3 separate regions of the Gossypium hirsutum genome follow, and regions 1 and 3 are each linked to region 2. A link is a contact called in public Hi-C data. All regions are on one chromosome and are shown on one strand. The core of a region is the stretch at or near the end of the contact, and the rest is flanking DNA. Distances in the headings are between cores, read along the strand shown.

Region 1 (3,021 bases), core at 512-3,011, 140 kb after region 2:
AAGCTTAAATCAATATTCATAAGTAAACAATAAATTCAAGATAATGACTAATCCCATCTCAAGATACCAAACACTACATTAATATCAAGTCTTTGGATAGTAATATTAACAGTAAGCGGTACTCTTGTTGTAGCAATCAAACATTGACAATAAACTATGTCAAGTAATGAATTAATCTTTGGACTAACTTATTGCTCACATAAAATACCTTATAATTGTCACACATTTATCACCACATATGTCGTTGTAATTCTGCCAAATATTAACTTACCTTTGGGTCAATCAATAAACGAATGAATTACAAAATCATATAACCATCTTAATATTTCAAATAAACTAATCTACACAAAAGAGGTCACTTTGGCAACATTTTTGTTTCAACTAATTTATTTAAAATATTAGACATCCTTAATTAAAAGTCAAAATCTGAATTTATTTGTTCCAAAATATTTACCTTAATTTTATCTTTCAATCAAATTAAAAGATAAACATATATATTTATATAATTTTCCAAAAACCACATACAATAAACCAATCAAAGCATGCATATATTATATATTTATATATATAAACAAAACAAATATATGAATCAATTTCTATATATACATTTATATATATTTTTAAATGTCATATATGATTAAAATAATGATAATCACATGCCTTGCAAATATACAGGAATTGAATGACAATATTTTCAAATAAAGCTTAAAAACGTAGGTATCAAATAATATTACACAAATATTTTAAAATTTATAATTGAATCTATTAATTCGAAAATCACCCAAAAATTTTTTTAATATGAATTCAATATAATAAAAAACTTTAATATAAATCTTCAAAAAAACAACATATATATTCGAAATATAAAACCCATTAAATTTTATGAATCAATTATTCAAATGAAGAACCTGAATCAATTCCCAATGATTCGATATGAAGAGGCTCTGATGTCACTTGTTAGATTTATAAAATAAATCTAAAATACAACTTAATAAACTAGGATCTGTCATGTCATATTATCAAGAATAAATTAAGAACAAAACTAGATGCGGAAGCGTACTTGAATCCATGGATTCCTTAAAACTTTCTGGATTTTGGGAATTTGATCTTCCAAATTAGCACACAAGAAATTCAGAGAATATCTGCTCCCTCTTTCCTAATAGTGGGATCTTAGAAAATATATCTTGTGTATAATTTGGGGAGCATAATCCTAATATTTATAAGCTTAGCATATTAGTTCTAATCAAATTCTAATTAGCCCATCATTAATTAGAATTTAATTAGAAGAGTATCTACACATATTTGACCTATATTTTATTTAATAATTAAAAGCCTAATAAAATTCTAACCAAATTAAATTACTTTTAATTTAAGTTAACCTATCATGATAATAAAAAATAATATGTAATTATCCTTATTATATATGTAATGTCCAATTTTCTAACATATACCCCTCGTTAACCCTTAAAAAACTTGTGATCTTCAACCACAAACCAGCTTCCCAAAACATTGCTTTCCACCTTCATGATTTAAAAAATTGGAGCTATACAGCCTTCATTATTTTACCCACCGAAACCAGACAAATTGTACTGTTTAAATGCATTTTAGATTTTTATGACCATACAGTATATTAGTGGGTCAATATGGTAAATAGACGAAAAGCGAACAATTACGTGGCATCCTGGGGTGGCAATAACTTTACATAAAGTTGAATAAAAAATATAAAAATTAAAAAAGCCCGCGACCTAAGCCTAAAGCCTCTCTCGAACTCACGCCCTTCCTTTTCCGAATCTCTCTTAACAAAAAAGCCCCTGGAACGGTTCCTAAATTACGAAATTAGTAATCTCAGAAAATCATTGACGAGAGTAAAAAGGGAAATCCTTTATTCTTCAATCGATCTACCTCACTGCGACTTGGCGAAGAAACTAAGAAATTAGAGAGCTCCAAAAGCAGCAGTTGATTAGTTAGCTGGAAACCTGACGCCATGTCAACGGGAGAAATGGTTTCCCGGTCACCTCTATACAAGCCTCTCAACCAGCTCACCGAGGATGACATTTCTCAGGTCACTCGCGAAGATTGCCGCCTTTACCTCAAAGAAAAAGGTCTCTTTCTCTTCTTCTATTTTTTTTCCTTTCTGTTTGCCTCTTTTGGAAAGTGTGTGTGAGAGTGTGTGTTGTTTTTAATTTTGAAATCCTTTTGTTTTTCTTTGCTCGTAGGGATGCGGAGACCTTCGTGGAACAAATCGCAGGCGATTCAGCAGGTCATCTCACTGAAAACTCTTCTAGAAACGACATCGGATTCTGAAGCTGTCGAAGCTTCCAAGAAACTTCACGTTCCCTTCCCGCAAAATCCGCCTCGTGTGCGTGGAATTTTTTTATTATTTCGTATAAATATATTTTAAATTTTTTTTTTGTGTTCGAGGCATGAAAAGCAGGACACATATCTCTGGAACTTTTCTCTTTTAGTCAAACCAGTTGAATTAAATAAGAAATTTTGCAGTTCGTTTCTGATTCAACCGTTCAACCGAATGAAACGACACGGCATAAAGGGATCTCGGTCCCGGTAAACGAATCCGTTCCTCGCATCCGTTCAGATCCCTCGGAATTCAAATTTTCTCGCGAAAATTCCGTTCAAACCGCCGTCTCTGCTAATGATTCTGTTTCTCCAAGGTTGTTTGTTAAATTTACTCTCTGTTGTCTCCATGTTCTAATAACCCTAGTTTTGCATGGAATAAAGCATTTGACCTAAGTTCAAAGCATCTGAGGGCCTTGAGTATCCTTTTCTATAGGAAATTAGATCCAATATTATTTTGGTCAAGCTTGTTCGTGACTGAATGTTTCTAGAGTCAACGGTATAAAATTATCATTTCAACGTGAATGGAACGAGAATTTGCACATGTGCACGGATATCTGCTTGGTATCTTACTTTTCCGGATTTTTTGCTTGCAATTATTATCAAGTCTATCGGTCAACAATAACGGCTTTCCAATCATAAGTCCCCCCCCCCCAACACTATTAGACG
Region 2 (2,852 bases), core at 121-2,620:
ATTAAAGGAATTACTCATCAGTTGAATTATAAGCAACGTTAAAGTACTTAGGAATAAACCTTGATTAATTCTAGGTTGAATTCCTATACATGTAATTTTAATTGTTTTATTTAAAAATTTCATATAATATGTTTTAAAAAAAGCTATAAAAATAATATTTAAATAATCTCATGATTGAGTTAATTTATTGAATTGATTTGTGAAATTGAATAATCACAGAAGAAAGATATATAAAATCAACAAAAAGACATAAATATTATTATAATAAAATTTATTAATTTTTAAATAATTTTCTAAGTGATTAACCATAAGGATTTTATAAGTAATATAAAATTAGTAACAATTATATAAAATATATACTAAATTATGAAATAATAGTCAAGAAAAATATGAAAAATAAATATATAAAATTATATAAATTAAGATGAAATTTTGATTAAAAGGTAAAATTAAAAATCTTAACATTTAAAGTTTTAAGTTGAATAATAAAAAACATAAAAACATAAGATATTTTGTTGAATGTGTTGTATACACAGATATGATACCTTGAGTAAAAGCGCAGGTCAATCCAATAGCAAACGCGAGAGAAATGGTGAAAATTCCAAGCAGAAGATAGTTCCATGGATGCTTCTGGTGAAAGTAATACAACGGACAAAGAGCTACCAACGCCAAACACATTTCTATCTTATTCACAAATAACCAACAACAAAAATAACAGAAGAATATAAAAGCAAAAAAAAAAAAAAAAGCACGCACTGATGAAAGGCGTGACGATTAGGACTATGTAAAGAGCCAAGCCAGCCCCGGTGCTGACGAAGAAACGAGCTATCGGATGGACAAAAACAACCGTCGCCGCTACCCCCGCCGTAGCCAACAATTGAAGGGCCACGATGGAATAAACTTTCCGAATGAAAGCCCACCTCAACGCCGGCGGTTCCAGCATCATCGGATACAAAGGCTGTGGTCCGGCCTCTGCATCACCTTTCCTCTCCGCCGGACTACACATTATCCTAAAAAATTGAATACAAATTCAAAGTATTAATTCAAAAATAGATAGTTGAAAAACAATGGGGGGAATTGCTTCTAACTTTTGTGCTGGATTTCACTTTTTTTTGTTGGATTGGGTTTTTTTTATCGGTTGCGAAAAAGGATGAAATTTATAGGATCTAATATAAAAACGGCGATTTTATAGTTACGAAAATCTTGTGGGAACTTGATTCTTCAGTCTAAGAAATTGTTATACCAAACTTTTCACTCCGTCAATTAAATTAATTAATCTAGAAAAATTTTATATAACTTCTTTTGTTTCCACAAAAGAAAATTGCGTTTTTTCCTCTATTTACTTTGTGGTTCTTGTAAAAAAAATATATTTTAAGTTTGAATGTGTATTTTTTGTAAATTTAGAATTCAATTTCTTGATTTTTATTTTAGGAATTTAATCTCTTTATTTTTTAGATTTTAAAATTTAGATTCAATTGTTAGTCCTGTTAAATTTTTATTGTTAAATTTGGAATTTATTCTTTTGACTCTTATTTTTAAGAATTTAGTCTCTCTACTTTTATGATTTCGAAATTCAGACCCAATTAGTATTGCTAAATTTTTATTGTTAAATTTGTTGGTATGATATTTTGAAATAAAAAAAATTGCTCACTTAATAGCAATATAACTACAAAAATGATATTATAGTAAACCTAAATTTAACAAAATAATTTTAGCAGTATTACCATTTAGACTTGAATTTTAAAATATGATAAGATGACTAAATTCTTAAATATAAAAGTATATGGATTAAAATTAAAATTTATGAAGAATACAAGAACTTATAACCTATATTTTAACTTTTTTAAGGATAGACTTTTGTAAATATTGATTTCTTTTTCTTATTCTCAAAAAAGTATTGAGAGTGTTTAATAATAAGAGTTTTGGGCTTTTTTTTTACTTGATTTGAGCATAAATAGATGATTGAGTAATCAAACCCTTTAATTGTAATGTTTGGTGAATGGAGATTTATAAGAGAATGTTGAGCTAAAAACTCTAAAATAAAAAACGCAGGGATAAACAATTTTTTTCACAACTGATTGGGAATGAGATATATGAAATGACATATTTGATCACGCTTGTTCAAAAATTACCTCCTTTGTTACATGCTCTCAAACCTAATGAGATATGTTGGAGAAATATGTGATTAGAAATTTTTTTATAAAAATAATATTAAAAAATAATTAAATACAAAAATGGATAGGAAACAAATTAATTACGAAAATGGGGTGTTTATTATAATTAACTTTGGATGTTGCCCTTTTAAAAAAATAAAATGGATTTGGCTAAAAGAGCCAAAAAAAAGTGAAAAAAAATAATTTTTTGATGTCACCTAACACATTAGTGGCACTGATAATTTGTTTTTAAAAAATTCTATTAGAGAAAAAGATGGTTGAAAGTTGTGGTTTCAACACCTGACAATTAATCCCTTATTTTTTCTTTGGTAAAAAGAGGTTTGATAACAAATATTTTATTTTCGTAATTAATTAATTTATTATTTAATTAATTTTTAATGTTATTTATATATATATATATATAAAAGCCGTGATTCTTTTTCGAATTTTGGTTTGTCAATTAATTACTTTTATTGGGTTCTATGATTGTAATGGAATGTTGTCCCATAATGTCAATTAAAATATATTTTATAATGTAACCAATCTAACTTATTGTGGATGTCGCCGAGGAAAGAAGTATATATATATGAAAGCAATTTAATCAAAGCATATACTTTATGAGATGGTTCCTTGTAAGCAAATTCCTGTTTTTTTTCCTTTCAAGAGTTTTCTTCTGAATTTTTATTTTACTTTGTTAGA
Region 3 (2,864 bases), core at 351-2,850, 160 kb after region 2:
AAACTTGTTGGCCTAGTCTTTAATGTATTTACTTAATATGATTTAAAAATTAAAATTCAATGTATATAGTAGTTAATAAAATTATTTTAAACTAGGAGGGAAGCAATGAAGTATACAAATTCATCTACTGTCCATGAACCATATTTAGACACGTAATTAATAAATTAATGGGTAATTGTAAAATATTAAAATAAATATAATTATTCTATATATATATATATTAGATTATAGTGCACTCATAATATCAGTGAAAAAAAATTATATAATTAATAATGTCAAAAGTTTATATAAAAATCAAACGAATATTTAGTTAAAATGGTAAAATTAAATATATAAAATTCATTATACATCATAGGTTGAAATATCACTAAGATTAAAAATTTATTGAGTTTATATAAAAAAATATAAAAAGACAAAAATATCCTCATGATTAGAGGTAACCATGGGCCGGATTAAGTCAATGCCTGATTCTCAAATATTGTCAAGCCCAAACTTGATTTCGGGCCGGGTTGCCAAAAAATTCATTTTACTATTTAAAAATTAATATAATATGAAAAATATATTTTAGTTACTATTTTATATATTTTTGTAATTTAATTTTAATTTTAAAAATATTTTTTATTATTTAAATTGAAATTGGGTAGGCTCATGTCGGGCCGAAGTGAAAAAATCATTGTCCAAGCTCAACTTGAATCAGGCTGAGCTTACTGGGCCAAGCAGACTATTCAACCCTTAGTTAGGTGCACTCATGATTATATAACTTATTTTGTATGCAAAATGTCATTTTAATAATTTTTAACTAAGTTGATGCTTTGATTGACTCGTGACATTAACTCAATTAAAGGTTTAATATAAATATATATTTTTTAATAGGTGGTATATAATTCACTAATAATATATACTTATACACAGACAATGCATCAAATATAAATCTATTCAATTATTCACATTAAAATAATTTCAAATGATTAAAATTTGAGAAAATATTTAATAAACTACTCCGCAAATAAAAAAACACATGATAATTAAAAAAAAAAAACTAACCCTCCAAATTATACATATTTAAAATTAAGGGGAGTGCATTCACAATATTGTCTATTGAAATTTACTGGTTAAATTAAACAAGGGAATAAAACACATTTTGGTACCTGAAATTTGCTTCAGGGTTCAAATTAATACTTAAGGGTTTTTTTGTCTAATTAGGTACTTGAACTTGGCTTTAAGGTTAAATTTGGTACCTAAAACTTATTTTAGTCCAATTTGGCACCTGAACTTAGTTTCTTGGTTCAAATTGGTACCTAAACTTGGCTTTATCATCCAAATTAGTACTTATGGTAAATGACTTATTTGAATCAATTTGAACTATGGAGCTAAGTTCAGGTACTAATTTGAACAGAAAAAGAAAATTTAGATACCAATTTGAACCTTGAAGCCAAATTCAGATACTAAATGCATATTTACCTATAGACAGGTATAAAACTAAATTATAAACATAGATTGACTAAAATTTAAAATTGCAAAGAGTATAGGGACTGAAAGTAAAATTAGACCTATGACACGTATGTATATGTAATTAATATATGGATTGATGTTTATTTTAGTTATTCTTTGGGGGTACTTCCAACAAACAGTAGATGCCTGCAATCTTTCTGGTCTCCAACGCAAGGAAAAGTGTGAGAAAAAAGTAAAAGGAAAAACTTTCCCTTCTACCAAACAAAAGAAACGTTACAAAAAGCATAGGAAGGTGGAAAACTAAGAAAATATTTTCCCTTTTGGATTCCCACACTTCGTTCAAACTTTGATCTCCCATCCCATTGCCTTCTAAAAAGTCTCAGCTCTGCTTTTTCTTCAAATTTTCCAAACCCCCAAAATCCAATTCTCTCTCTGTCTCTATCATAAGAGTGTGTTTGTTAAGGTGTTTTGGCTTTATTGTTGTTTTTTTAAAAAAAAATTTTGGCTTTATTGTTAAAGGCTATAATTTGGGTTTTGGTAGCCTTTGGGGTAAAGATCTTTGGTTAACTGTTAGATGTTGGTGGCTAATTGGTAGTTTCTAATTTAGTTTTTTTTTAAAACTATTTTCTTTTTAGCAAAGACCATTTACTTAATTGTTTTAACACCAAAACTTAGTTGATCTTCATTTTTTTTCTTTTGTGGAATAGAATCAACCAGGAATTTTTTTTTTTACTGTGAAGCCCACTATTTTTTGTGTAAATTCTTGGTTGTCCCAGCTTGTTATAAGATACCCATATTGAAAATATAGTGAATGATTGTTTGTTTCTGGAATTTTGTTTGCTTGTATTAAATGTTTACAATAGAAACTTTGTTGCTTGGTGAGGTAGGAAGTGCTTTTCTTTTTTCATTTACTAAATAGGATTAGTGTGACTGTTTTTCCTCTTTTTACTTCTGTGTTTCTCCCTTTCTTTGAAGGATTTTTTGTTGGTTTATTTTTACTTTTTGAGTTTTTGAGAAAAGACCCAATTTGGCTATTGTGGAGATCTGGGACTTGTTTAATCTGTTATGCCCAATGAGGGCTTTCCTTCCATCTGATTCATGTAAAGAAACACAGCTCAATGCCATTAATCCTCAGTCTTGGCTCCAAGTTGAAAGAGGGAAATTTTCCAAACTATCATCTTCATGTACCACCGCCTCTTCATCCATGTAAGTTTTTTTTTTTTGGTTCATTTCTGGGATTCTTCTATGGTTTTCATTTTTTTTATTGAGATTGTTTTGTTGGTATAATTGTTGTAGAGAATCATTTATCAAGGTTCCTGAGCCACCCATAGTGCCATTCTTTAAACCTGTTGATTATGTAGAAGTCTTAGCTCAAATTCATGAAGAACTCGAATCGTGTTCTTTGCAAGAGA

The links. Hi-C and Micro-C count contacts between places; a contact is called where the count stands out from the background.
Region 1: a Hi-C map of leaf shows a contact between it and region 2, with 3 times the contacts expected there. The contact joins the promoter of LOC107951235 here to the promoter of LOC107951221 in region 2. A contact is called at or near these places in 10 of 34 Hi-C or Micro-C datasets (hypocotyl, leaf, petal and 1 more).
Region 3: a contact with region 2 is called in a Hi-C map of leaf, with 1.8 times the contacts expected there. The contact joins the promoter of LOC107951271 here to the promoter of LOC107951221 in region 2. A contact is called at or near these places in 4 of 34 Hi-C or Micro-C datasets (all in leaf).

What each region holds. Positions count from the first base shown.
Region 1 is chrA08:11,513,749-11,516,769 of Gossypium_hirsutum_v2.1, reverse strand. LOC107951235 (protein TIFY 4B) reads left to right here and starts at 1,761. Exons shown (of 10, transcript XM_041075854.1): 1 at 1,761-2,102; 2 at 2,217-2,359; 3 at 2,500-2,669. The coding sequence starts at 1,985.
Region 2 is chrA08:11,652,628-11,655,479 of Gossypium_hirsutum_v2.1, reverse strand. It overlaps LOC107951221 (protein LIFEGUARD 2), which reads right to left and starts at 1,370. Exons shown (of 4, transcript XM_016886188.2): 1 at 757-1,370; 2 at 546-659. The coding sequence starts at 1,006.
Region 3 is chrA08:11,487,850-11,490,713 of Gossypium_hirsutum_v2.1, reverse strand. It overlaps LOC107951271 (ETO1-like protein 1), which reads left to right and starts at 1,600. Exons shown (of 5, transcript XM_016886269.2): 1 at 1,600-2,658; 2 at 2,749-2,864. The coding sequence starts at 2,525.